Regions from separate parts of the Mus musculus genome. Here all the other regions are linked to region 5. A link is a contact called in public Hi-C, HiCAR-type and HiChIP or PLAC-seq data. All regions are on one chromosome and are shown on one strand. The core of a region is the stretch at or near the end of the contact, and the rest is flanking DNA. Distances in the headings are between cores, read along the strand shown.

Region 1 (3,885 bases), core at 1,297-3,796, 990 kb after region 5:
TAGTCTAATCCATTTCACTCTAAAAGAAGAAGCAGCACCCAACAGGAAAGATAAAGATGCTTCAAGTCTATTTGAAAGATAGAATGAGGTCCATGTGAGTGAACTGACTTCCTCTGGGTCAACAGCTGACCGAGAGGCTGTTGATACCCTTGTCTGTACATGTTGCTCTAATTCAACAAGCCGGAACTTTGCCATACAAAGGGGAGAGAGAGAAAATGCAAGGAAGAGAAAAAGAACCAGGAAGGGAGGAGCAGCTTCACCGCAGACTGTCGCGAACAGGGGACAGTGGGTGACAGATTCTATGGACTGGGTTAGCTCTCTGGGAACTCCTTACTCAGGGCTGGCTCTCTGTCCTTGAGTCATCCGGTTGCATCTAGGCCCTGGGAGCATAAGCAAAAGCAAACTGAATTCCTCTCAGTGCTGAGTAAAAACAGGAAGTCACAAGTGGCTTCACTCTGCTCTCAACTTGGGTCCCCAGCACTTGGGGTTCAGGATGTCCAAAGGGCATGGGAGGCAGCATGTATTGCAGGGTTAGGGGACTGGAACCCTTCCTAATTACTTCCTGGTGCAGGGAAGTCCTTTAGGAGACGGATCTGGGAGCACAGCAGGATGGGAGGCAGAGAGACCCATGTTTCAGCTCTGTGACTACCCTTCATTGATCAAATCTGAGAGCTGACTGTGTGCTCACATCAACAGGAGCCCATGGGAAACAGCTCACTTGCTCTGAGATTACTTACCTCAGATGCAAAGTGAGAGATGGGGGCTACCCTTCCCCTAGAACACTAGCTCCCCAGTGAGCTATCACAAGTGTTTGACATATCCAGAAGGATGCTACCAAACGGGATGCTACTGTCCCCTCCTCAAAGCTTGAGAGCAAGAAAGTGCATGGTAGCTTTATCCCACCCCTGCTTGTTCAGTATTCTCTCCTCACAGGAGCTAGGGGCCCACAGGAGGTGAATTCTGCCAGCCCCCAGCCTGGGCCCAGTGCCCATGTTTATGACTGTTTATTTCAGAGCAAGTAGAAAGAAGAAATTAGAGCCATAAAAGACAGGACAACAGACCAATAAAAACCAGCTCCCAGAAGAGTCAGGGGGAGGAAGAGGCAAAACTGTCACCATAGCAACACAAGACAGTCAGAAACAGGCAGGAAAAACAGCCCCTGGTCTGCCTCCTCTCTTCACACGAAGCCCTCACAACCAGTGTGTGAAATTTAGTCTGACTGGGAACAATCCTAACAGGCTGGTCTTCCCAAAGCTGAGGCCTGGCTAGGAGCCACCCTCCTCTTGCTGCTATGCACAGGTTCTCAAACTGCATGGTGCTAACCCAGCTTTCCCTGAGCCCTGGAGACTCAGCACTGTGCAGATAGCATGGGACAATCTGGAAGAGGTGATGATTGGTCAGAGTAGGGAAAGTTTCTAATAAGAAAACCACTAGGCTTCAGGGGAGCCCTATGAGCCTGGGGTTCTCTAAGAAGTAGGCAGGTAATCACCCGCATAGGAGGAGAAAGCATGCCCAGAAAAACTCAGAATGGTGGTTCTATCAGTACTGGACCCTTCCTCTTCCAGTAATGGCTGACAGGATTCTGGGGATCGTCACAGAGATGTAGGTTGGGGGCGAGGGTGAGAGCTTTAGCAGATTTAAATGGCAAATGCCCTAGACCTCGTCTCTGGGGACATAGGCCAAGAAGTTTAACAGCTTGGAAAAGGAATAGGGGACAGGCTGGCACATTTTTGTCAAAAGGTGTTCTTGCCAGTCTCTCAGCTGGCAAATAAGACAGGTGTGTCTACAAAAAAGCATGGCTGGCCTGAGACCAGTGCCTCGGGAAGTGGGTCAAATTGTTCCCGAAGCTCCAGCTTGGAAAAGTCTCCTCCTGCTGGACTCTAGTTAGGAGTTCTGGCATGAGGGGGAGTGAATACCGCGGAGGCGAGGAGGTCCTAGGCACAGCAGTTTGCCTGCTGGCTAAGCACCTCTGTGGCAGGTGGCAGCAAAAGGGTACAGGTGTGCAGGGGCCAGAACAGGCTTCATCCACGCTTGGGGCTACAGAAATATGGGGAGCAGAGGCATGGCCCTGGCAGGGGAACCCGGAGGAGGTAGATCGCGGGTCTCCTGAAGAATAGCTTTGGAGATGAAGGTTCGGGGGAGGGGCGGGGGGGTGGCGGTAGGGGTGGGAGTGGTTGAAGGGTGAAGGGACTCTTCTGGAAAAGAAATAAAATCAGGAGAGAGACCCGGAGAGAGGGAGCAATGGACGCACAGACCTCTGTGTTCGGGAACCAAGAAGAACAGTTCAAGACCGAGTCGTGAGCTAGCTGCCTCCCTCCCTCGCCCGGGGCTGCAGGGCGTCGCGAGCCGGACGAAGAGAGCCACAGTCGCCCCGCTCCACCAAATCCGGCGCCCGGGAGGCCCTTGTGCCTCCGCAGCGCCTTTCCCTGCCAGTCCCAGCCCGCGATCCCTGCCGCGCCCCAGCCGAGTCCGCACCACGCTCACCGGAGTCGCAGCCGCTGTCGCCGCCTCGTTCCTGCTCGGCCGCCCGCTCCGCTGCTGTGGATGCCTCTCCGGCGGCAGCCTCAGCCCGAGAGTCGACTTCCAGCCCCGCCCCGCCCCGCCCACGGCCCGCCCCACGGCCCGCCCGCCCCTCCCTGGCTTTGGAATCCCACCCTGCTGTCACCCGGAGGGCCGGTTCACTTCTAGCCAGGCTAGGCACTAGGATCTGCACCCAGGAGTTAGCACTGTACCTCCCAGCTAATGTTAATACTCTCTGCCTGGACCACTTGTCTTGCTATTCACTAGGAGGCCTAAATTCCTTCATTACCCACTTTTCCCCTCAGACAAACAAAATACAAACAAAACACCCCCAAAGACACACTCTCCATAGGCCACTGGCATACACTCACACTGATACTAGTGCTCCCCCTCCCTGGCCCCAGGTTACTTTGGATGGTGAACCTGCTTGCTCTCACACTTCCCTTGCCTGTCCTAGTAACACACGCCTAGCTTTAAAGGCCACCGTTATTGAATGTGATCCCAAAAAATGTCTTCCCAAATGATGCCTAGCCTATGAAATGCAACGGTCTTCTAAACAGTGAATTTAAAATTCTGCGAGGTAAGGAGAAAGTAGCTTACAGCTCTCATTGTCACAGATCATTGTTTTAAAACATCTGCCGAGGAGGTTTTGTACAGAAAGGGAGATTCCGGAAGCCCAGAGGACCGAGCTGTGCCAAACAGGTTGTGAGTCAGAGCCCCTGTATGTGTGTTTGCCTTGCAGATACCTAGGTTGGCTGCTCTTTTTCCCAGTCAGCCAACCAGAGAAGATCATTATACAATTTATACAGTATTAAACCTTCACAGTGTGTCAGGCCTTGTGCTGACAGCCATGGCTTCTTTGGGTAGTGAGTTTGTGGGTTGGGAACAGGAGGAAAAGCCTGGGGCTCCAACAGTGGAAGGTGCTTCAGGGAGAGCATTGCTCTATCCCCTTGCTTGAGGCCAGTATGAGTCCCCATGACAAATTTACTCCGCCTAAGTCTCCTGAGGCTCTTGATAGTCTGCGTTTCTGACAGGCTCCCAGGAACTGCTTAGCAGTAGAGTGTTTGGTTCAGTTTTGGCAAGAATTCAGACAGGATCTAGACAGGCACAGTCTAGTTAGAATAATATAGTCTCCTACATGGAAATGGTCCTTGGGTTGCATAAGTTTCTCAAGCTCCCTGCCCCCCACCTGTACTCATCTTATTTTTTGTCCATCTGAAGACAGTTTATTTTATGTTATTATGGCTCTATTAGAATTTTTCTTGCCATGACCTTAGCTTTGATTTGTTTGTCTGAAACACACAGACACAGATATACACAAGTAGACACATACACAGACATAGATACACACACACACATACACAC
Region 2 (3,777 bases), core at 59-2,558, 950 kb after region 5:
CATAGGTCTTCACACTTGTACAGCAAGCATGTCACACACTGAGACACGTTTCAGCTCCCCTTTAAAAGCAGAGTTCACACAGGGAGGTGATGCTTTCCACAGACTGCGGTTTTTGTAGCTTTTATGGTTTTACCATGAAGAGACTAAATTGGTAAAACAGTCCACTGCAGCTATGTGGCTGGGATGGTGCCCATGTTTCTTGTTATAAAAATATTGTTATGAAAGACTGTGAAACAGGGACACAGCAGTAGGTGGCCTCTGCTTTTTAGTGGCAACAATTCTCTCCCTCTCCCTCCCTCTCTCCCTCCCTATCTTGCAGAAGAATAGGGAAAGTTATGGACGTGTTCCTTGAGTACCAATTCTTAAAAAGATTTTCTGACCTGCCAGTGAATTTGACCAGACACCCTTCTACACAGAAAATGGGCGGAAAGAAGCCGTGCAAGTATCTAGCACCTAACATTTGCTAACCAAATCCTATCTGCCAGGCATACCATGTGAATTCTACACAGATGTTTCCCCAACTTGGCTTAAAACTGTCCTAACTAGGTACCATGAACTCCACTTGTCCAAGCAACCAAAACCATGAACTTTTTACAGCTACATCTGCTGAGGCATGAAGAAAGTGCACTGTAGAACAAAAGATGAGTCCAACCTGCACAGGGTTTCCTTGAACACACACACATGCAAACACACACACACACACACACACACACACACACACGCAAACACACATAAACACACACACACGTACACATACATTGCTATAAAATATTGTTATGAATGACTGTGAAACAGCGACACAGCAGTAAGTGGCCTCTGCTTTTTTACAGACACACATGCATACACACATATATATGCACATGCATACTCACACACAAGCAAGGAAAGAGGAGGAAGACTAACTGGGAAGAAGAGAAAAAGGAGTGTCACCAGTAGAGGGAGGGGTTAAGAGAAGGAAGCAAGTATGGTCAAAAGTTAAAATATGGAAAAGAAAGAGAAACAGGGCCGCACCTGACTCTCAGATCTTGGTGTCCATATCAACGGAATTACAGTTATTGGGGTGAAAAATCAAAAGTTGTCTATGTAGTCATTGTCTTCCTCAAATGTAGGACACAGTGCTTTGGAAGCTGCCTGTGTTCTAAAGACAGGGAGGAGTATTCTTACTAGGTTCTGTTTGGGACAGGGTGGAGGGGATTTTGAAAGCCAAGGGTGACTGCCCAGCTCCCTGCCTGCCTGCCTGCCTGCCCCAGGAGGCTGGACTCCTAGCCTCAGCTCTGAGCAGCTGCAGCCAGAGGGCACCACAGGAAATTATGATTATCAACGCTCTGGGCTCTGTTCCTGTTCTCAGACAGCGGGGGACATGCCAGGAGAGATGGGGTGGGGGCGGAGAAAGAGGAAGAAAAAAACAGGAAGTGAAGTGGGGGTAGGAAATGATAGAGAAAACAGCTACTTTGAAACGCCCTCTGTGAGAGAGTGTTTTCTGAGCAGACTTGTGGAGCTGGGACCTGTGTTTTTGGAAAATAGGGTGTGGTGTAAATGAGGAAGAGGGTCCTGTGGGTGGGTGCCCATAAATTTTATTTCCAGCACCACAGCCTGGCCTTTCCAACACAAAGCCGGGTGTAAATGCTAAAGAAAGTGAATTTCCAAAGGGTTGGAGGACAAGGCCATCTCCTCTTGGCAAAGCCTGAGAGATCAGGTGAGCCATGGAAGGTTCTAGAAACAAAAGAGAAGCTGTTGAGTCACCAGAGCTTTCCCATGTCACCACCATCTGTTTTCTCTCTCAGCCACTTTCAAATTACTAGTCGTTCAGAAGGCCTAAGTGAATCTCATTCACCCAACGTGGATGGGCTATCTTCATCCAGATAACCCAGAGGGTCTCCACGGCATGGCTAAGACCCTGCTAGGATGTCTCCTACCCATTTTGTTGACTTTGATACTCACAGAGGCCTCCAGAGCTTCCCCATGTCCAAATACACATCATTAAACATGACATCACCTGCTGATGGCTCAACCACCTCACAAAAATAGCTCTATTATATAGAGGAGGGTCAAGAGGCCCACTGCTCCCTGAGGGACTGTTGGTAGCTAATGGTTACTGCTGAACAACTGTCATCCAGTCACTACTGAGGTTGTTCATGATTCAATAAATGACACCCCCCTCGTGCTCTTTATAAAGAACCCTAATTCAAACCAGGTCTGTCTCTGAATCTCTCTGCCTGACTCTCTTTCTGTTCCTCTCTGTCTCTGTCTCTCTGTCTCTCTGCCTGTCTGTCTCTGTCTCTTTCTCACACACACACACACACACACACACACACACACACACACACACAGACTTAAGTTTTAGCATTTCTCTTTGTTCTCACACGGCACCATGACTGAGCAGAGAATGCAGAACCCTTAACAAACAAGGCGACATGTTCTACCACTCCTTGGTTTCTCCTAATTGGCTGTGCATCAGCAAAGCTAATAAAAAGTACAGTCCAGACTTAGAGAAGGCACTTCACTGGGAAGCTTGTGTCTCTGTGGCTTTTGTTGCCATCAACCTGGCTTGGATCCATTGGCTAGCATTTGGGTAACAAGGGGGACTGAGTGCTCTCATTATGGCCCCATCGCCTCTTTTTTTCCCTAGATATGATCACAAAGACCCAGTGAAAACTGTTTCAAGGTCTAACAACAAATGGCCTTCTGGGAATCTGTCCTGGATGCTGTAGATCATTTTTTAAAATATTCAAACAAACATGGAATAACACAGAGTAAGCCTATCTGTGTAAGGAATCCAAGCTCTTTGAAGTGGTAGCTCAAGGTAGGCGGCGAGAACCAAATATCCACAGGGAGAAGTGAGGAAAGCAACACTAAACTCATTGTCTCCAAAGCAATACGACCTAGCAGCCTACCATACTCATCTGCTTCTGCCCCTGGGATTGTAGATACCGTGGCAGCCTATGGCATCATTGGAGAACAGGATGGCTGCTCCACCCCCACCCCACATAGCACATGGTGAGCAGAAATGTGTTTCCCAATACCACAGCCTTTGTTCAGCTTGAAAGACCATTTATTTAACAGGGGAAGCCCAAACCCAGATATGTGAAGAGCCCCGGAACCAAGGCTTGCCAGGTCATCTACTGATGACATCCAATGTAGTGACCTCTCACATCACCCCCTCCTGCCTATCCACAGAAGGAGCTGGGGGACAGCTTCTGACAGCTGTTTGTCTTCTACTCTTGAGAATCTGTGGTGGCAGAACAGGGCAGGGGCAAAGTGAGGTAAGAGGAGAAAGATGATGAGTCCAAAGGCCTGAGAAAATACAGGCCTGGACCAGCATGGGAGTGGGCTCCTTCAAAATGCCAGTCTCTGAAGCAGAAAGAGGACTCCAGTCCAAAGGGAGACATTTGACATCTTTCCCACAATAGCAGGAGTGGGGACATAACAGTGCGAAGAAGGAAAGGACAGAGACAGACTTGCTGTGTCTCAAGCTTTGATTATACACCTTGTCACCCCTAAAATTGCAATGTCATAGAAATCCTGTAAGTTTGGCACTGCTTTTGTCCCTTTTATAATTAAAGGAACTGAGATACATCATGGCTTAGCCTCTTGTTTAAAAGACTCAGTGTTTGAGACATAGGGTCAATTTATGAACTTGGGCAAGCTGGCTGGAATTCTTGCCTCTAATCACTTCCTAAAATGCCTTCCCAAAGCAGCTATATTAAAGGGCAAAACACTGGAAAAAATTAAATAAAAGCAGATCCCTCAGGAACAGAGGACACTTCATTCACAAGG
Region 3 (3,983 bases), core at 1,174-3,673, 900 kb before region 5:
TCAACTAACTCTCTTGACTTCCTAGACAGAAAAAAAAATGAGCTGTTTGTTATGTGTATCAAATATTAAAGTTGCCTTAAAACCTGTAGTTAGTGCTTTCAAGGAGGACAACTTATTTTCTAACAACTTCCATGTGGACTGCCCTGGTTACTCTTCTATTCCTGTGAATAGACACCATGACCAAGGCAACTTATAAAATAAAAGTATTTATTTGGGGGCTTACAGTTCCAGAGGGTGAGTCTTTGACCATTATGGTGGGAGCATGGCAACAGGAAGGCAGCATGGTGCTGGGGCAGTAGCTGGAAGCGTACATCCTTATCTACAGGCACAAAGGGGGGGGGGGGGCAGAGCCAGATAGAAAGACACAGAGAGACACATAGAAAGAGAGAGATAGACAGAGACAGAGAGATAGAGACACAGAGAGAACTGGGGGTGGCCTGTTTTTTTCAAAGCCCACCCACAGAGACATAGCTCTTCCATCCTGGCCACACTTCCTAATCCTTCTCAGAGTTCATCAATAATGACCAAGCATACCATTCCCATTCAAACCACTAATTGGACACTGGCCAATTTTCTAAATTAATTTAAGTAAATACTATACAGATGACTGATTTAAAACCAGTCTTTTTTCAGCAATACTTATCAAGTCTCTACTTTGATAAATCACTGCCCTTGCATGCTATGAAGGCAGACAACATTCGTGAAAATAATACAAACCTGAAGAGAAGGTGGAGGCTATGTACCTTGTAAAGAATCAGGCAGACAGCTCAGCACAGAAAGGTTGACACATTCTATGAACTTAGGCCCAATAACTAAAGTACTTGAAACACTTGCTTTTGTTGTTGCTGTTTTTCACACTGTGAAAACAAGATTTAGTCTATCAGCAAACACTGTAATTTATATAAAAAGTAAACTTTCTATGAACTTTGAGGAGGTTGTTGTTGCTGACTGACCCCAGGATATTTCCTTATTTGCTACAAAGCAGATTTTAGTGACTACCCTATAAAGGTCTGGGGGTTAAATTGCCTACTTGAACCTCTAAACACAGGGATGGTGGCCACTGTGGTCAATTTTCCTTTTGGTTACTACTGAAGCTCATTCTCTGTCAGTCATTGCCAGGGGGCCCAGAACTCAGCGGCATAGTCTGCAAGCCTAAGGCACACGTGTGCTTCAGGTTTGTAATGAAATGAAGTGGTCTGAGTTTGAATTATGGTCAACAGCTCCCAGAAGGGAAAGGAAGGGGCTATGGGGAAGGATGAGAGAGAGGAGGAGGGTGAAAGGAAGAGGGAAAGGGGAAGGAACATGGGGGAGGGGGGCGAAGAGAGAGAGACAGACAGACAGACAGACAGACACACAGACAGACAGACAATCATCTCAGAAGCCCTTCAGTGTAAAAGTGACATTAAAACCTGACCCAGAAACTCTAAGAACTCTTCCAAAGTTTAAGGCAGAAAAGTTTAGAAACTGTCTAGAATTTCCTTTTACGGAAGAAAGTCACTTTGTATCATCCAGTGTCCCTAGTGCGTTCATTCACTGAGTTCCCATCCTTAAGGACTAATGGACACTTTATCACACACACAAAACCAAACATGATTCCCTTAATTAGGACAGTTTTGGAATTGGGAAACACTTCTGTGCACTAATATCAGCTAGCATTTGAGATTCAGCCCTCTCACGGGAAACGGGAGGTTGAAGACAAAGGAACATTCAGAGAAGGTGCCAGCCAAAGCTCAGACTTTCTGGAAGCCTTTGACACCTACATGGTTCTCCTTTTAAAACCAGGCGCCGGCAATGGCGCTGGGTCAGCACTTTCACTTGGCTCAAAGGACAGGCGCTGAGCACCATCATGCAATTTCTAAGGCGGCTGTGACTGACAGGAACAGAAGCAACTGTGCGACAGCCGGGAGCCAAGCAAGACTCCGAAGTCCCATCAAAGCAACCTCAAATACGCGGTTCCTGGTTCCTAGCCACTCACAATGCCTTGGCCACGCAGAGCGTTCTTTTTTTTTTTTTTTCTTTCTTTCTTCTTCTTCTTTTTTTTTTTTTTTTTTTTCCACCCCCAAACTCAGTTTTCCTTCTGGAATCTGTCCTCTTATAATACAGAACACGAACGCGGGCGGACTGTGTTCTCAGTTACTAGGGACTCGGTTGCAAAGGAGCAGCTGGGTGTACTAGCCACGCCCCTCTTATGCTCCCCACGGGTGCTCACACCTACGCTCCCAATGCGTTGAGGCTGGGGAATGCTGGGGGCTGGGCAGGGCGGAGCACAAAGGAAACCCGCCCCTGATTCCACCCCCAGCCGAGATTGGCAGGGCTCGGGGACGAGTCCTAGCCAATGGGCGCGTTCCGGGGCGGGCCTGGAAAACGGCTGTTCAAGGGATTTAAGAGTCGTCCGCGCGGCTGTAGGAAAGCGGAGTGGAGCCAGGACTTGCCAGGTGGAGCAGACGCCCAAGCCAGCGTAGACACGGAGCGCATCCGCACCGCTCTGGGTACCTCACCTCACTGCTCGTCTCCGGATAGATCGGAACCGCAGTCCCACGCGACTCCAGGACCCACTCGCCACTGCCGCCTCCACAGCACCCATGGGGACCTGGAGACTTTAAAAGGAGTTTGGGGTTTCGGGCGCAGGGAAATCACGGGTACGGAAAAGCCGCTTTCTTTGCCTTAAAAAATGGTTTTTCTTCGTCCGATTGTGTGAATTGTGTGCTGGGTTGAAGAGAGGGGCTCTTCGGGTTGAAAGTAGACGTCTTCACACACACACACACACACACACACACACACACACACACACACACACACACACCACTAATACTCACCATGGGTTTCGCCTTGCCTCCCCTGTCTCTTTGTTAGGTTATTTTAGACAGAGCAGCCTCGCCCTGGCGCAGTCCGATTGGCTCTATGAAAAAGGCAAGCAAGGAGAGGGCAGAGTGCACCTGCCTGCGTGGGCAGGTGTGTCCCAGTGCTTGAGAGTACGCGCATTGACAAGTGTGCAGGCGTTCGTCCGGAATTGTGTAGGAATTGGGGGTAGATGGTGCCAATGTGTGGTCTCCAAGATGTTTCATTGTGGGTGTATGACATTAGCATTGTGGGTGTATGTACCAGGCTGTCAGTGCCTGGACTCCAAGTGTGCAAAATGCTGATGGCAAGTGAATGCCTGCAAACGAGTCTTGCCCTTGTGAAAGAAGCTGTCGGGGATCGGGTGTGACCCAGTCCAAAACGAGTAGGTGGGCTACAAAGGATGGCGACCACAATGTGAGCTCAGCTTGCTGTATTTCGGGCCTTGGGGCTTCTCTTGACACCCTCCCTTCCTTCTGGGTATATCACCAATCTGCCACAACCTGCGCTCTCTTCGCCCACTTGAACCTTACATGCTCTCTAGCCCGCCTGTGGTTTCTACTGTGGAAGTTACCGGGCAGGGTTCCTGGGCAGAGTCAGAGGCTGGCTGAGCTGGTATGCTGTCTATTCTGGCCCTGAGACTGGTGCCTTTTTCTGTGCCCCCCCTTTTTTCTTTTCTTTCTTTCTTTTTTTTTCCCCCCCTTTTAACCCCAGGTCGGATCTGCAAAGTTGGCTGTCGCAGGCGACTCAGTGCCGGTGGTCAGGCAAGCTGCAGGCCCCTGGGGAACTGAACGCCTTGGGGAAGGGACACCAGGAGGGTCAACCCGGACTCTGATGGTGTCTATCCTCTCTCCCTCGGCAGATCTCAGTTGCTGGCCCTGGCCTCGCCGCGTCATTGATGGGCAACCAACTGGACCGCATCACCCACCTCAACTACAGCGAGTTGCCCACTGGGGACCCATCTGGGATTGAGAAGGACGAGCTGCGAGTCGGGGTTGCCTACTTCTTCTCGGATGAGGAGGAGGACCTGGACGAACGCGGGCAGCCGGACAAGTTTGGTGTGAAGGGCCCCCCAGGTTGCAGCCCTTGCCCAGAGAGCCCCAGCCGCCACCACCACCACCTGCTGCACCAGCTCGTCCTCAACG
Region 4 (4,061 bases), core at 32-2,531, 860 kb after region 5:
CAGCAAAGTGCTTGCCTTCAAGCAATGAGGACTTGAGTTCAACCTTCGGATCCTTAAAAAAAAAAAAAAAAAAAAAAGACAGGAATGGTGGCATAAACTTATAATCCCAGCACTGGGGAGGTGCAGATAGGCAGATGCCTGGGGTTCACTGGCCACTCATACCTGGAGAGTTCAAAGCAAACAAAAACAACACCCCACCACCACAGACACACTTGCACACACAGGGCAGTGCCTATGGTTGTCCTTCTGCTTTCACATCCACACGCACACACATAAGACAGTGCTTCCATCCTTGAAATGTTGCAGTAGCTGTTATCTGTAAGATGGCTACGAACAGAGCAGATGCTTCTGCTGCCGTGGAGTAGAGCTCTTCAGGAAACAGTCAAATGGCCACATCTCACTGTTAGCAGCACAGAGACGTAGCAGAGATCAGAATGAAACAATCTAATACGACATCCAGTATTGTTTGATGAGCAAAGTGTTGGGGTGGGGGTGGCACGTTTTTATGTCTGACAATAAAAATGTAACAAAAAAAATATTTAAATTCCATGGCAATAGAGTACAGTCACTGGCTCTCATCCAGTTTCTAGACATCAATCAATTCGCAGACTTAGAACCCACTAATTAAAGTGAAGTCGTGGCCTGGAACTCAAACTCTCTTTTTTAAAGACCTGATGTAATTCCCTCTTCAGGAATCTTCAAGGGGCCTGTGGCCTGGAGTGCCTATACTCAGGCATCTTGAAAATTGTTAAGCCAGTGGTTCTCAGCCTTCCTAACGCTCATTTAATACAGCGCCTCATGATGCGGTGACCCACAACCATCAATTTATTTTTGTTGCTACTTAGGGACTTTAATTTTGCTAGTGTTATGGATTATAATATAAATCTCTATGCTTTCTGATGGTCTTAGGTGACCCCTGTGAAAGTGTCATTCAACTTTCAAAGGGGTCCTGGTTCACAGGCTGAGAAGCGCTGTGTTAAACGCTATCTCTCAGTTGGTGCCGATTCTCGAGCTCCCTGGTAGCTGCAGAATCTTCTCATTCACCGCAGTGCTTCCGGTGAGCACAGGACAGCCGAGGGCTTCCGGTGAGCAGAGGACAGCCGAGGGCTTCCGGTGAGCAGAGGACAGCCGGGGGCTTCCGGTGAGCAGAGGACAGCCGGGGGCTTCCGGTGAGCAGAGGACAGCCGGGGGCTTCCGGTGAGCAGAGGACAGCCGGGGGCTTCCGGTGAGCAGAGGACAGCCGGGGGCTTCCGGTGAGCAGAGGACAGCCGGGGGCTTCCGGTGAGCAGAGGACAGCCGGGGGCTTCCGGTGAGCAGAGGACAGCCGGGGGCTTCCGGTGAGCAGAGGACAGCCGAGGGCTGAGCTCCAGTCTGACCTTCATGGGGCTCAGTTTGAGCAGGAACTGCCTAGTGGTTATCCCCTTCTTATCTTGAATTTAAAATTTGGCAACTAGGGACTAGAGAGGTGGCCCAGCTGTTGAGACTATTTGATGCTCTTGGAGAAGACCAGGTTCAATTCCTGGCAACTACATGGTGGTTCATAACCACCACTAACTCCAGATTCAGGGGACTGATGCTGTATTCTGACCTCCACAGGCACTGAACACATATATTCATGTGCGTACATACATGAAGGCAAAGCACTCACATAAAATAAATAAATCTAGCACTTAAAAACAAAATGACTGCTGGCTCTCTAACCCAAGGCATGAGGATGAATCTTGTAGAGACAGACAAGTAGCACGTTTGTAACTTTCCCTACCAGACAAGATAGAAAGGAGAAATACTGCCGCATAATTGCAGGGATTTATGTCACCACTAAAGACCTGAAGAAGGAGAATAGGTGTTACCCACCATATGTTCATTTAATTCAGCCAAACTCTCAGCTAGTGCACATCCATTGAACTCATCAGAACTCCTCTACAGAAGTCAGATGGGTCATGAACAGCTTCATGATGTGAATTTAGGCAGATGTTGATTGCAATTTCAGTCACTGTCCCTCGTGTGGCATTGTTATTGCAGTGAATCAACAAAGCTCCTAGGACACAATGTAAGACTATTGACAAAGACAATTCCTTTATCTCCATAGCAACTTGCAAGCACTAATACCATTAGTTGTCCTTTGTTTAGCATGGCCAAAAATAGGCTGTCGCAGTTTTGTGACAAGGCTATATCTGTTCTCCAGTCTGCCAAGTCACTTGACATTCAGCCAAACATTATACCAGTCCATTCTATTGGTAACTCTGTATTGATTAGATCTTGTGGTATGAAAGTAGTAAGTATGTTTGGACACTTAGTAAGACACGTGAAAACTGGTAAGTAGAAATAAAACTTATAAAAAGTCCTGGGCCACTACCTTGAACTTTAAAAGTGTTTTTCTTTTAATCACTATGGACCATGTCAAAATACCTACTTTAAGCAAAGAGAAGTAGAGTCACCTGTAACACTATAAGACTGAAGGTAAAAAAATTACAGGCTCACCAGCAAATTAACATTACAGTAAAAAATATTCCCAGCACCTTTTTCTTGTGATCCAACAAATCGAACCGTATTTAATTAATTGATTAATTAATCAACCTCTCCATATTGTCCTGGCTGTTCTAGAACACTCTGTAGAGCAGACCTGCCCCTGAACTCACAGAGATCCATCTCCCTCTGCCTCTTCAGTTCCAGGAATAAAGGCATGAGTCACATAGAAGAGAAGGAAGCTCTAAGGAACTTCTGAAAACCACCCATCACAGGATCACAGCAGTCTTGCAGAATTTCGAAACAAGGCTTTGGTCTGTATTGGGTGTCATTTTCCTTTTGAAACATAGCTTCTGGTTTGTTACTGGATCCTGGTAGAGACCAGGTTTCTTGTAGCCATGGGATGTTAGATAAGCATGAGATTGAGTTTGCCACTGTCAGCTAAGTACTGCCTCAGAGTGGTGCCCAGCAGAAAGTTAACAACAACAGGCCATTGTATAATTGAACAGGTTTGCACAGCTCTAGAATGTTGCGGCCGCCAGCAGCTCGCAACGTGAACGGTTCGACTGATATGGCTACTCGAGCTGAAAGAGAGGAATCTAGACGGGGCGAAAGAAGAAACGGAGCTAAGACAAATTCATTCTGATCAAAGCTCAAATTTTATCGTTGCGACACTAGTTATGAAGGAAGGGGGAGGGGACCCGATTCCTGCTGAATAATCTCTGGTCCAGTAGAAAGGTGAGCACTTGTGTGGCTCCGCAGGTTCCAGCAGTGGGCGTGGCAGAACGAATGAGCAGGAAGCTCCACCCCCGAGCAAGCAGGTTTCAGGCTGGGGGAGGCGAGACTACACTAGAAGGCATAAATGGGTCACATGGCTTGATGACTCTGCTGTCTTGTTCTCTTCTGTCCCTCAATCCATAGCCACAGACTGCTGGGGACACGTCTTTCAGGAAGAGAGAGTTCAGGTCTATCTTACAGGTGTGTCTGAACACCACACTCAAAGCCCTTTTGAGTGGAGGGCTGAGGCATTACTCATCTTACCCAGGAGTGATCCTGATGGATAGTGGCAAGGTAGATATTCCTGGGAGATCCTGCTGAGAGCAGTGTCTCTCTGGCTGTCCACTACGTCAGAAGTGAAGATGAAATGGGTTCATGAACATCTATCTGCCAATGGTTTGCCTGAGACAGCACTGAAAAACTGGTGACAGGAAAGTCAGAGGACAAGGTCTTTTATGTGTTCCTATTACTCAACACAGACCAGGAAGTTCTATTTCTCACATGGATTCTGAGGGAAAGGATATCTACTGTGGGGAGCTTTTTATAACAGGAGGATGGGATTAATACAGGAAAAGAAAACTGGTTTCTAGTTTCAAAGAGCTCCCTGCCTGCCAGGACAATTGAGATGACCATGAGAAGCCAGAGGAGGCATGTACAAATGACAGAAATTATATGACTATAGTTAAATAGCGGGGTCATTACCAGCCTGGTTGATGTATCTGTGGTATCAGGTTCCTGCCCTATCTCATCCTATTAACTGTGAGCTAGGAGGAAGGGTCTATTTTTCCACAGCAAGAACATCCTAAGAATTTCTTCTC
Region 5 (4,009 bases), core at 1,227-3,726:
GAAGATGGACCGGCAAGACCCCGGCGCTGGCCGAAACCCCTTTCATACAGCTTTAATCACATTCGTGAGGGAAGTGCCACTCCCTGTGAGCCTGTGACGCCATTTTCATTTAAACCACCACAGTCTTGTTTCTGACCCATAAGTAAGGATAAAGTGTAGTTTCCTCAGGCAATGCCTTGCTACTCTTATTCAGTCCTGCTTAAGGGGCATGGAATAGAAACACTCTGATAAGACCCAGGGTGTCCCTGTCTTTGGAAATGAGACCAATTAAACAGGCATTCAGTATCATTTTCATAAAAATGTAAATAATGCAAAATATAAATGTGAATATTAACCTCTGGCAGAGCTGTTGTGAGGTCTGCTTAAATTCAATTAAATTCAACATAAATGAAACACCGGTAAATGTAGATGACAATAATTTATTATAATCAAGGAGCTACTCAATGATCAGGGCTGCAGAACAGACTCAGGAGCTGAACTATGACCCGGAAGAAACCCTGCAGAGCATATTTAAAGGATGAAACCATGAAGCAAAGGAGGGCACTGTGGGCTATAGAACTGTTCAACTGTATTTTGACAAAAGGAGTTGATCACGGGAGTTTTTGTCTATCAGAAGTAGGTTTCTGGGCCTGGGAACATGAACTTAGTTTGACCCTGCCGGCAAGAAGGAGAAGTTGTCCTTGAGATGTCCAATTCATACAACTGTTCCCTTACAAGTTGTCCCTGGAGTGTCTGGAGTCAGATAACTGTTTCCTTGTAATAGAAGCAATTCAGCTATTGGGAAGTCCCAAGCTCATCTCGGGCCTAGGGCCTTGAACTTAATTTCTATGATTAAATGGAGTCAAAAGTGAAATGGTAGTACTTAGAATACATTTCTTTTGCTTGCTTCTAACAGTGGGAAGCTGCAGGCCTAAATGGATTATCCTTTTCCTTTGGAGCTTCAGATCAACACTGTTACATGTAATAATGATAATTAGAACAACATATACATTATTACTATGCATAATAGAACAGCAAATATACTTCTAAGAGCTTTGTGTCAGGTCCCAACGACCCTGGAACAAAAGGCTAACTGTGGTGTCGCATATCATAGCTCACAATGGCCTCTCAGCTCACTCAGCACCTGTGTTTCCTCTCTGCTCTTCTCACCCTGCCCCCCTCCTACCCTAAACCTCTCCAACCCAGGGGCTTCCCTTCCCTCCCCCAGCTTCTAAATCAACCCCTGCCGTTTTAGCTATGTGCTCTGCCATTTTAGCCATGTGCTCTCCTGGTTCTTCTTCCTCTCTTGGCTTGCTTGGTTCTCTTGGTCTTTCTTGCCTTCTTGGTGTTCTTGGTTCTCTAGATCCCTTCTTGCCCTTCTCTCTTCTCTTCCTCTCTCACTGTCCCTCCCTCTCTCCTCTCATGGCCAAGTCTATTCTGCTGGCCACCTTCATGCCACCATTTTTTCTACTCTGGACTTTTCTAGATGCTTCTGACTGTATTCTCTACCATATCCACAACAAAACCCTTCTTCTTAACTATACCTTGGAGCAGGCATGCCCTATTTCCATCCACTTTATGTATTTTACTTAATACTCACCACGAGCTTATCACATATCTATCCATCATGATATATCCATTCATGTTAATATTTATCATCTATTTTATAGATGAATGAACTGGAGCGCAGAGAAGTTCTACGATTTTAGGATCGCACAGCTAGCCTGTAGCAGGGCTAGAATTCAAACCCATGATATCTGTCTCTCAAGTTTGTGCTTCTAGCCCTAAGTTGCCTAAAGGTTTCCTGTTTCTCCCCAATTTCTGGACAGGCTACAGAGAGCACAGAATGGTCCTTAGAGTTAGGTAGATCCCCGATTGCCATTGTCTGTGGCATTACATAATCTATTAACATTCCCGAATCTTAGTTGTTTATCTGATGACTCCAACACACCCCTTACATAGTATGGAGATGAGCCATAATCCCTTTACTGATCCAGCTCTCTAAAGGGAGGGGGTACTTAAAATAATTTGCCTGTCACGCCTGAAATGTCAGAGCTACATTAAACATGGTTGAATGAAAGGAACATATACCACTAATTTTTCCAATAAAAATATTTAACAGGTCCTGTGGGTTACGAACACTCGCTAGTCTTGGTTGGCTGGGCAATGAATTCAATGTATTCTTAAGTCATTCCCAAACTGCTTGGCTCTGCTCATCCTTGTGAGATTGAAGTCAGAGGGCCCAGTTTTACTATCAGGACAGCCTGATCCATTGTTTGAGATCTCAGTATCACACGACTTCCTCTGGGTACATCGTAACTCTGAAGATGGATATCAATAACAGGGCTTGGCTATTAGGGAAAGCAAAGTCTACAGGCCCTGAGTGAACCACCCGGAGGGTCTTTTCGTCCTCGGAACCTTTCTCCTGGGTCTGTATCCTCGTCCGGAATCGGAACACCGAAGAGCTCGAGCCGGAAGCGCGCGCCGCCGCGGCCCCGGCGTGTCTGGAAGGAGGGAATCGCCCGGGCCCGCAGCGGAGGAGTGCGGGAAGATGGCGGCCTTCTCCGGTTCGTTGTGGGAAGCTAAAGGGTTACGAACGAGTCGCCTCGACCCACAGGGAGCGGGTGGAGTGTGCTGCTGTGGCAGTGGGGTCGGTGGGATGGTGGGAGAGCTGTCTCCGCCTGGGGCCCTGCGCGGTGGGGCAGGGACGGTGGGTTCAGGCCGGGCTTTTCCCCGCCGGCAGCGCCCGGGAGTCTTTGCTAAGCGGCTTCTCCTTCCTCCCTTCTGCCTTCGGCTTTCCCGCCGAGCACTCACCTGTCGCGTCCCGTGGCGTCTGCGCTCGCCTGGTCCAGTTTTCTGCCTCTCTGACGTGGCGGTGACTGTTGGGAACCCTTTTCTGTCTCGGGTCCTGGCCAGGATGAGCAGCCGCTGAGCGTGGGGGAAGGGGACATTTGGGGCAAAGATGATGTTGTCCTGCTTGGATTTATCCCCCTAGGTCTTTACAAAATAAATAAATAAATACATGAATACATAAAGCTGCTGATAGTAAAAATGATCGGCATTCGGGAAGCTGGACACTTCGAGAGTTAGCATTGAATGGCAAAGCTAAAGAAAAATATTTTTTTCCTCACGGACTAAATATAATTTTTGAGAATTAGTTACTTGCTTTGTGATACCAAACAGGATTTGGGATGGGGTACTGAACCCACCAGTTAATATTTCTTGTTTTCTCTATTAACCTCTTACCACCCACACACAATTTGGAAAGTTCCAACCAGCCTTGAATATACTAAATATCGTCTTTCCTTCTCAATACATACATATGTGCATATGTACATAAATATATACATATATATGTACACATACACATATGTAAATGAACAGATAAAATTAAATGTACTATCTTTTTGTGTTATTAACCTATTTAAACGACATTATACTATTGTTGGCTGTTTCCTTTTTCTCCTGTAAGAATATCAGGAATTCCAAATCTCAGGCTTCAGGGGAAAGCATTTCTTTTAAAGTCACTTCTGAGAGGAATTCTGTCACTTAACACAATTTTTAGCCCCGAGATCTGTCAGGGGGTTGTAGGTCATTGTTTTATAGGCACACATTTTTGGGAGAAATGCACAAATTTAAGGACAAGACAATATTCTGATATGAACAAAAGTAGAAGAATTTGAATATGTATCTGTTTCTCCTTAAAGAGTTTAACTGTTAAACTGTGAAAGACAAGTTTTCTGTAGAAAATAGACCTAGCAAATGACCAGGATCCTGTAAGATACAGCCTAAAATTTGCCAAGCAATTCGTGGTTGCTGTTTGTGACAGTCTTGCACGCACCTTGCAATATTCTGTGTGTAGCATATTTTAGACCATCACTTTCTTTTTTTTTTTTTTTTTTCTACATTGCTATTTATATCTCCATGTCAGGGGAACAGGGGTCTTTCCAAGCAGAGGTCAAGTCAGCTTGCTAGAGTTGGTCCTCTCCCACCTTGTGGGACCAGGGACTTGGGTCTTCAGGCTTGGTGG
Region 6 (4,144 bases), core at 582-3,081, 820 kb after region 5:
TCAGCTAGAGACTGACTTTTGCACACATGATGTCTATCAGGGAACATTTCATGTCTAAATCATAGCTGTGTGGATTTGCTGCATGGTATTATCAGGTATTTGGTCCATCAAAAACAGTTGGTAAAACTGCTTTTTGAGTTCTTGCATAAGTAACATTTTTTTTCTCCCTTATCTTTAACTGTTCTTTTCATTTATTGTTTCTTTCTTTGTTTTGCTTCCTGGATGAAGTTCCCACTTGTGTCTTACATACTTTGCATTCATCTTTTTAACTGAATGGGGCGAGTCTTCTTCACCTCACCTTCCTTTCTCCTCCAGCCTGTGAAAGGATTGTTTTCACTTGACAGCCAGGTCTAACACTCAGAAACTGTGTTATCCTAGCAATTTTTGAATTTCATAATTAAGCTATCTAACTTATCCTTGCAAACTTCCAGTTTCCTAGAGTTATATTATGGGATATTCTTTGGATAGAGGCAAATAATCCCAAGTGCTGTCTCTAGGGAAGGGTAGTTGAGTAAGTCAGATGGTTCATTAAGAGACGTCTCCGTAAGTAACTGATATCAATCATTCCTCCATCTTTGGCTTTCTACCTAGACTTCAAGTCTGAAGTCTGTTTAGAGCCCTCTGATGATTCCAACAGCACCCTCTCCTGCACTGCTTTTTCCTCTGTTTTGGTCGGACATTGACTTCACTCCAGTTACCCGGTGTCTAGAATCCATCTGCTTCTCTGCAGAAATCTCCAGTGTTCTGTTGCACCTACTTGGGTTTTCTATATTATTTTTAAAATTACATTTATGTTTCCATTATGCTAATAGAAGTCAGGAAAGAGAAGGGAGATCTATGCATGTTCAGGTCTACATCATAACCCCTGAAAGCCCTCAGTCATGTTTTAAAATGCTGTACATTTTTGAAAGGATTATCTAGCGTGTTTGGTGTTTTTTCAGGTTTTTCTGGCTGTGTCATCTGGTTGCCATAGCCAAATACCACAGGCTGAGTATCTAACAGAAATATATCTCTCAGTCTCCAGGCTGAAAAGTTCAAGATCAAAGAATCAACAGATTTGGTTCCTGGAGAAGGTCCATGTCCTAGGTTAAAGATACCTTGTCAGTCTGATTTCATTGACAGGAGTGGGAGAAGGGGGAAAGAAAAAAAAAAAAAACCAGAGACTATTTTTTTTTCTTCTAAAGCAACAGCCTACAGGGTTAGAGTTGGGCTCATATAAACGTATTTTACCTACTTTTCCCTTAAAGACCGCATCTCAAAACACAATGCCATGGAGGCTAGACCTTCAATGTTTGAGTTTTGGATAAGCCCTAACTCATTGCGTTCCGGTCTCTAATCAGTTTATCATGAAGAAACTTACGTGTAAGCATGGGTTATGTTACTTAAATACAAAATAGTAGCACATTTGACTAAAACACTAGTTTGTGGTTCCAAAAATCATTTCTAAATATAAATCATTGAGATAAAACAAAGACAAAGAACTCAATGCAGTTGAGCATAGGTGAAGTCAGGTGTCACACACACGCACAGGTATACAGGTATACAAAGCATCCATGGAGGGGACTGGCTCTCCTCCCCTTCTCCTTGTGGGTGGTAGGTCCCAGTAAATCCCTATGTGCCACTTCAAATCCATTTGCTTGGCTTCAGTCAGACTCTGATGGGCCTTATCTTATTGGCAAAGGCACATAGCAATTAAAATGGCATTGACAATCTTGTGATCTGTCTCGTGTAACAGAAAATTCAGATTAAGGGAAGATTATGCTAATGGGAGACAATCTTAGAGCAGGAAGTGCTTTTTGAAGACAGCTTGTACAGTTCCCTGACTGACATACTCTGTCTATTACATTCTGCCTAATGGTCTCCTCTTGATCATCTCCAGTAACAAGGATCCTTTAGCCTCCAGAGGCAGCAGTTTTTCTTAAACAGCACAGCTAAAAAGCTTTAAACATAGCCTCAACCTAGCTCTACATACTTCCCAGTTGTGATTACTAGCTGTGTTCTCTGTAACATACAGGGAGAATTGAAATGGCTGTCACAAGCAAGAGGAATTTATATTTTATATGCTTAACAGGACAGGTAGGAAAGACTCTTAATGTCAGTGACGGTTGTCATTTCCCTATCTAAAGTCGCTTACATTTCTCAGGCGGGTCTTTTTACAAAAAGCAAAACTGTTAAGTGAAAGCTTTAAAAATAATTCCATTACCTACCTCACAAAGACAGAGTGACAGCTGATCATTAGGAGAAGAATGTCTTCAGAACTTGGAGAAAGATGAGATTTCATCCATCATAAAGCAAGATGCATGGCAGCATCCCACCAAGGGGGCTGTTTATTGCTGGCTCACATCATCTCTGCAGTTTTGCCTCATGAGACTGGAGACAAAGAACTCAGTGCAGGTGAGCACAGGCCAAGTCAGCCTCATGGCACAGATGAGATACACCCAGTCTGAAGGTGAACAACATCCACAGAAGCAACAAGCTGGGTGTTTTTAGAATGCCTGGGACAGCAGCTGCTTCTGCAGCCTGTCAAAAAACCTGAAGACTCTAGGAAGATGGCTAAGCCCCTGTCACAGATGTTCACTAAAGGATGATGTGGGTGCATCTGAGTGCACATTCTCTCTGTCCTTGGGATGTGTCTAAGCAACACTGGCCATGTCTACATGGGACTGAGCCAGGAGAGCTGCAAAGCCATGGCCATCTGGCCTTCACTTTATCATCTCTACAACTTAGATGTCCACAGTCATTGTCCAGTCAGTAGTAGAATATATTAATATCTAGAAAATATTAAACCATGCTATACGGCACTATGCAGTATATGGAAGCTTTGCTCCTTGATACACAGAGATCTTTCTCCTCTCCCATTATAGCTTGTGCTTCTTCCTGATATGGTCCACTTCACCACCCCACACTCTCCTGCTTGTTTCTCCTCATCCATCCATCTATTCATTTATCTATCCATGCGTCCATCCATCCACCCATCCATTCTGCTCCAACGACTCAGGCATCCTCATTGTTCTTGAAAGACTCCAGGAACCCCTCCCCCCACCCACGGCTCTTTGTATCTTGCTATGGCTGCTCTTCTCCCCGCTCCCTGCAAGGACCATTCCCTCACTATGACTAGGACTCTGTCTCTCCAGGTGTGATCTCCTCTTGCATACTTTTCTCCGCTGCTTCGCATAAACTACAAGTCACTGTCCCCTTCTTTCTCCTTGTTTTGATTTTACTTCTGTATTTCTTGATCTTCAGGGAGTTTACCAAAGCTCTCACATTCTAATCAAGGTAACAATGTGTATGCATGTTACAAATGTACGCATGAACATACATAAGTATTGTACTATACAAACTCACAGACGTCCCTTGACTCCCCAATAAATGGAAGGTTCATAGAGTTACGGGACTTCAGTGAGTTTGTATACTACTTTAGCCTCACTAACTAGGAGGTACAAATATTTCCAAAAGCACAGTTTAATAACACTTGTGCTATTTATTGAAGGATGAGGAGAGTTTTCAGAGGGTAGAATGCCCCTCTGGGAGTGCAGTTCAGAGTCTACAGACATAATGGTTTGGGTTTTTTGAATCTCTGGTCTGCTTTTGCAGTACCCAACAGAACCCAAATGGTTGCCTAGCATCTGGTCTCCTGTGTTATTCACTGAGAAATCAGTTTCTAGAAGCCTGGTGCAGGCGTGGTGCTTCATTGAAGCCACACAGAAGAGAAGAGAACTACAGATGGCTTTGTGGCTTCGGAGAGGAAAAATTCACAAGACCTTTCCAGGTGGGGAAACATGGTGGAGAGTAAGTAGCCTTTCACACCTCCCCCTGCAATGGGGAGGGAATGTAAGCTGGGAGAGATCACCCTGAGAAGGAGGTAATGACATTTGACATTGCTGGAAGCATTTAAGAAAGTGGATGTAGAAGCAGAAGCAACTCAAAAGGTGATGAGGAAGGACAGAGCATCAGTGCAGATAGTTTCTGATGCTCAGATCTCCAGGAGACACCATGCTGTCCTAGTGCTGTGGCTAAGCATGTTTCCTTCTTTCTCTGTTGATAGCAACTTGCAAAAAGCCACTGGGATCGGGTCTTCTCAAACTGGCTAACTGCCCCACACACTCAGCAGATATTTCTTTTGCTAAGTAATAAGCATAGGTAT
Region 7 (3,994 bases), core at 461-2,960, 930 kb after region 5:
AAAGTACTGAAATCTCATTTGAGAATTTAGAATCGAAAAAGGGTCTTTGCCCCTGAAAGGAATAATCACATTGATTTGAAACCCTCTTTCCCACAAACAAAACTAATGTTTTAAGGTTAAAAACCCTGGCATGAGCCCTAAGCAAGCTGTGCAGACCGGGCAGGGCAAGCCCAGGAGAGGGAAGGGGGTTGGGAGCTGAGCTGGCAGCTGTGTGTATGGGACCTGGGGCTACTTCCTGAGTGAGACCCCAGGATGCAAGCAGGGTCAGGAATCAGCAGGGCTCAACAATGGCTATTTCAGCACAAATATTTCAAGATACTGTGGTGTCCTAAAAGCCCATAAACTTGGTCCAAAGCTTCCTTCTAAATTTCCAACCCAGAAGAGCTCATAGAAATATGAACCTGGCACACGATTCTGCCTCCTTCTTGCTTCTTTTTCTCTGTGCTTTCTTTGCCACTGGCACCCTATCCCCTCAGCCTGTGAGGGGCCTAACTTAGCAGCCAAAACACCCTCAAAGACCCCTACTCCCACCCCCAGCCCCAGCCCCAGGCAGAATTAGCAATCTTTCTTGCTTTGCATTTTAAAGAGGCTGTTTCCTATGCATTTGCAGCGAGTTCTTCATTTCAGTAACACCCTGTCTGCACCCGTGCATCATGCATGGGTCCAGACAGACAAGCGCTTTACTGGCATGCTCTGAAATGGATCAGATATACTAGCTATGTAGCCTCTGAAAATAAAGGCAATGGCATTCATTACAAACAAACCCAACAGTCACTGTTAAGAAAGAGTGGGAAAAGCCAGGCCTTTTATCGCAGCACTGGGGAAACAGAGGCAGGAGGATCTCTGAGTTGGACGTTAGTCTGGTTTACAGAGTGAGTTTCAGGACAGCCAGGTTACGCACGCGCACATGCACACACACACACACACACACACACACACACACACACACACACACACACACACACGCACGCACGCACGCACACACGCACACACGCACGCACGCACGCACGCACGCACGCACACGCACATTACCGCCGCCACCACCAAAAACCAAGCTCTGTGAGGGTAGCGGAGTCAGGGGAGGTCAGATCAAACAAGCAAGCAAACAAACAAACATCCTAAAACAAAGGGTAATCACTTTCTGGAAATACTTCGAGTTTTGGAGCCTACGGGGAGGAGGGAGGGGGGTGCCATTCTACTCTAGATTCTTGGGTTTTCCTTGTCCATAAAAAACAAAGTGTTCCCTTTCAGTTTTGACACACATAAGAGAATGTTGGTCAAGGGTCCAAGGTTGTCTTTGGACCCCTGTTCATCCCCAAAGCAAACTCTAGTTGTGTGTGCCCCCTGCTTTGCATCTGTAGGACTGCAGCCACAGGGGGAGCAAGTCCTTTTCCTTTCAGTTAAAATCTGCAGGAGCTGCTTTCGCGGTGGGAAGAAAGCCGACGCAGACCACCGCCAGGGGAAGGCGGGCGCTGAACGGCTGCGTTGGGCTCATTCACAGAGCTATTAATCATACAAGAGCCCATTTATGACAAACACAGGTCACTCCCTTTGCATGACAAGGCGGAGGGGTCCACAGAGGCCCATTATCCTCCCCCAAAACAGAGCATTGTGGGCGAAGTGGGAGAAGCCATGTGCTCACACACAAACGGACATTGTAAGGCTGTTTGCACAACCCCGTCCTGCTCCTTGCGAATTTCCTGCCAAGGAGACATTTAGATCTCACAGAGTCCGCACAGCAGACATTGCTCATTCAATATGGCTTCGGGCAGTAAGCCCCAGAAGCCCGGTGCACGGCTCCCTCTGCTGGCCATATCTGGAACTGCAGGCCAGGGATGCTGAGACTTGAACCTGAAGGATGCTCAGGACCTCAATTTCTTTTTTGCCCTTTGCTGTAAAAGCTGGGTGGGTGTGAACTTTGGGAAATAGGAACCCTGCAACTACAACCGGTACTAGCTTCAGCACTTTTGATAGGTCATATAATCCTTCAAATATTGTTTTATAATCTGAATTCATGCCACTCATTTAGCTGCTCTGAGATCAAATACTAAATATCGAGTACCTGCCTGACACGTGGTGAGGGTGATACAAAGGGTCTTCTCTGCTTGCTTTCAATAGGATAGAAATGGCCACATCACTGATATGGAGTCAGAAGAGGCAAATACAATGCCTACTGGTAATGCCATCATGTTTTGATCAGAACAGAGACCTTAACTCCTGGTGTCTAGATTCTCTAACACTATTGCCATCTCTATTTTAGACATGGCATCATTGTGTGTTATGTGTTGGTGTGGACAGCTCTGTACATGTCCCTGGACACACTGCTTCACCAGCCGTTGGTGATGCCCCACCTTGGAGTAGTATTCGGATCCAGGAAGGCCCTGCAGGAAACAGCAGAGCAGCCTTTTTCTAGTTCGACAGTCTTAATCAATGCATTTCATTAACATTCACTTAACCTTTCCTGGTCTGCACTTCACTCTGAGTAACTGATGACTTCACTGCTGCCAAGCATTGAGTGGCCGTTGCCACAACTGGCATCTCCCTTAAGTCTGGCATCTCCCTTAAGACTGGCGTCTCCCTTAAGTCTGGCATCTCCGTCTGAATTCTGACCTGACTAATGGGGATGATTTCTCTTTACAGGGGGTATCTATGAGGACTCTAAATGAGATCTCTGATGACACCCCAGCTTGTAACTCACTGTGTCCTCGTCCCCTAAAGTCCACACACTGAGGCGATGCTTAGATTCTCCCAGGGAACCTAAACTTAACCCGTCCATAAAGAAAGGCTCCATTTCTTACCTTGGAACCAGCCCTTGAAGTCTTCCCTAGCTCAGTAGATGGCAACTGGGTGAGCTTCCAGATGCTCTGTAGAAGGCGCTGATGCTGACCTGACTTTGATGCATCTCATACCCCACACCCAAGCCAACAGATCCCACAGATCCTATACTCCGCACTCAAGCCAACAGATCCCAGAACTCTGCTTTTGAGACAGGTCATGTGTTCAATTCTTTCTCTCAATTACCAGTGTCTCACGCTGTCCTAGTCAGGGTTTCTACTCTGTGACAAAACACTATGACCAAAAAGCAAGCTGTGGAGAAAAAGAGTTTATTCGGCTTACACTTTGCCTCACGCTTCATCATCAATGGAAGGAAACCAGGACAGGAACTCAGGCAGGGCAGGAACCTTGAAGCAAGGGCTGATGCTGAGGCCATGGAAGGGAGCTGCTGATTCGCTTGCTCCACATGGCTTTCTCAGCCGGCTTTCTTACTGACCCCAGACCACCAGCCCAGGGATGACACTGCCCATGATGGACTGGACCCTCCCTTCTGGTTCACTAATTGAGAAAATTCCCTACATCTGGATCTTATGGAGGCACTCCTTCAACTGAGGTGCCTTCCTCTCTGATGACTCCAGCTTGTGACAAGTAGATACACAAAATCAGCCAGTGCACAGACCAAGCTGGAATCCACCATTCCTCGCCAGAGCATCCTGTGTTTCTTCCTGCACAGGTCTCCAAGCCCAAACACTCAGCTTCCTGTCCATCTAGCTACTATAGCCTTGTGCTTAAAATTAGCCTCAGTCACCCCTCAGCTTAAATCTCTCCAGGGACCTCCACGTCACTAAAAGTACTGTGCCTGCCAGAGTCAGCGAGAGCCTATGGCGTTTGCTCGCCAGCCAAGGTTTCACTGCTCTGCTCTCGCTACCTTGGCCTTGTCACTGTGTTCGTTCAAGGTTATCCCCCACCACTAGCTCCTTCTCATCCTCGTTAGTCCTTTTGTTTCAAATGCTTTTCTCCAGGTCTCTGTTCAGTTTGTTTTTCTGCAGCACCCAGTCTAACTATCATGTTCACTACAGTACTTTGCCACACACCACCCCCAGGACTCTTTATTTTTATATCTATCTCTTCTAACATATATATACCCACAATAGAGTATCTATCTGTCTGTCTGTATTCATATGTATATCTGTCTCTCTCTGTATGTATGTACACACAC

What was found. A called contact is a pair of places that touch in the nucleus more often than the background predicts. HiCAR-type assays count read pairs that join an accessible place to other places. HiChIP or PLAC-seq counts read pairs in DNA pulled down with a chosen protein or histone mark.
Region 1: an H3K4me3 HiChIP or PLAC-seq map of bone marrow-derived macrophages shows a contact between it and region 5, with 6 times the contacts expected there. The contact joins the promoter of Cyria here to the promoter of Ddx1 in region 5. A contact is called at or near these places in 5 of 39 promoter capture datasets (cranial neural crest, embryonic stem cells, frontonasal cranial neural crest and 2 more), 1 of 484 Hi-C or Micro-C datasets (CD8 T cells) and 6 of 115 datasets of contacts at active chromatin or transcription factors (astrocytes, bone marrow-derived macrophages, embryonic stem cells and 2 more).
Region 2: a contact with region 5 is called in a Hi-C map of B cells, with 12 read pairs. The contact joins the enhancer-like site here to the promoter of Ddx1 in region 5. A contact is called at or near these places in 1 of 484 Hi-C or Micro-C datasets (B cells), 7 of 115 datasets of contacts at active chromatin or transcription factors (the 230-238 cell line, astrocytes, embryonic forebrain and 3 more) and 2 of 9 other capture datasets (adipose tissue and liver).
Region 3: a HiCAR-type map of astrocytes shows a contact between it and region 5, with 4 times the contacts expected there. The contact joins the promoter of Lratd1 here to the promoter of Ddx1 in region 5. A contact is called at or near these places in 1 of 39 promoter capture datasets (embryonic stem cells) and 3 of 115 datasets of contacts at active chromatin or transcription factors (astrocytes, embryonic forebrain and forebrain).
Region 4: an H3K27ac HiChIP or PLAC-seq map of embryonic stem cells shows a contact between it and region 5, with 5 times the contacts expected there. The contact joins the promoter of 4921511I17Rik here to the promoter of Ddx1 in region 5. A contact is called at or near these places in 8 of 115 datasets of contacts at active chromatin or transcription factors (bone marrow-derived macrophages, embryonic basal ganglia, embryonic stem cells and 4 more) and 1 of 9 other capture datasets (adipose tissue).
Region 6: a contact with region 5 is called in an H3K4me3 HiChIP or PLAC-seq map of embryonic basal ganglia, with 5 times the contacts expected there. The contact joins the enhancer-like site here to the promoter of Ddx1 in region 5. A contact is called at or near these places in 19 of 115 datasets of contacts at active chromatin or transcription factors (the 230-238 cell line, the NIH/3T3 cell line, acute myeloid leukemia and 14 more) and 2 of 9 other capture datasets (adipose tissue and liver).
Region 7: an H3K4me3 HiChIP or PLAC-seq map of embryonic limb bud shows a contact between it and region 5, with 7 times the contacts expected there. The contact joins the enhancer-like site here to the promoter of Ddx1 in region 5. A contact is called at or near these places in 3 of 39 promoter capture datasets (embryonic stem cells, liver and maxillary cranial neural crest), 2 of 15 datasets of contacts at CTCF or cohesin (the NIH/3T3 cell line and embryonic stem cells), 13 of 115 datasets of contacts at active chromatin or transcription factors (astrocytes, differentiating embryonic stem cells, embryonic basal ganglia and 9 more) and 3 of 9 other capture datasets (adipose tissue, embryonic stem cells and liver).

Annotation. Positions count from the first base shown.
Region 1 is chr12:12,260,838-12,264,722 of GRCm38.p6, reverse strand. It overlaps Cyria (CYFIP related Rac1 interactor A), which reads right to left and starts at 2,546. Exons shown (of 12, transcript NM_001146119.2): 1 at 2,485-2,546.
Region 2 is chr12:12,299,627-12,303,403 of GRCm38.p6, reverse strand. The region is part of intron 1 of Cyria (CYFIP related Rac1 interactor A); the gene reads right to left. Among named protein-coding and RNA genes, the nearest start is that of Gm34407, 12 kb to the right of the region's middle. Within about 2 kb of position 1,308, at least 114 of the 459 cell types and tissues checked have an H3K27ac peak or open chromatin away from gene starts, as enhancers often do. A contact at or near this core is called in B cells, adipose tissue and liver, where this site is marked.
Region 3 is chr12:14,150,478-14,154,460 of GRCm38.p6, reverse strand. It overlaps Lratd1 (LRAT domain containing 1), which reads left to right and starts at 2,423. Exons shown (of 2, transcript NM_029007.2): 1 at 2,423-2,639; 2 at 3,701-3,983. The coding sequence starts at 3,737.
Region 4 is chr12:12,389,695-12,393,755 of GRCm38.p6, reverse strand. 4921511I17Rik (RIKEN cDNA 4921511I17 gene) reads left to right here and starts at 1,281. Exons shown (of 5, transcript NR_045829.1): 1 at 1,281-1,337; 2 at 2,668-2,780.
Region 5 is chr12:13,247,641-13,251,649 of GRCm38.p6, reverse strand. It overlaps Ddx1 (DEAD box helicase 1), which reads left to right and starts at 2,476. Exons shown (of 26, transcript NM_134040.1): 1 at 2,476-2,546. The coding sequence starts at 2,531.
Region 6 is chr12:12,430,473-12,434,616 of GRCm38.p6, reverse strand. The region is part of intron 1 of Gm34489 (a long non-coding RNA gene); the gene reads right to left. Among named protein-coding and RNA genes, the nearest start is that of Gm34489, 12 kb to the right of the region's middle. Within about 2 kb of position 1,831, at least 6 of the 459 cell types and tissues checked have an H3K27ac peak or open chromatin away from gene starts, as enhancers often do. A contact at or near this core is called in embryonic basal ganglia, where this site is marked.
Region 7 is chr12:12,321,522-12,325,515 of GRCm38.p6, reverse strand. The region is part of intron 2 of Cyria (CYFIP related Rac1 interactor A); the gene reads right to left. Among named protein-coding and RNA genes, the nearest start is that of Gm34407, 34 kb to the right of the region's middle. Within about 2 kb of position 1,710, at least 94 of the 459 cell types and tissues checked have an H3K27ac peak or open chromatin away from gene starts, as enhancers often do. A contact at or near this core is called in differentiating embryonic stem cells, embryonic basal ganglia, embryonic limb bud and 2 more, where this site is marked.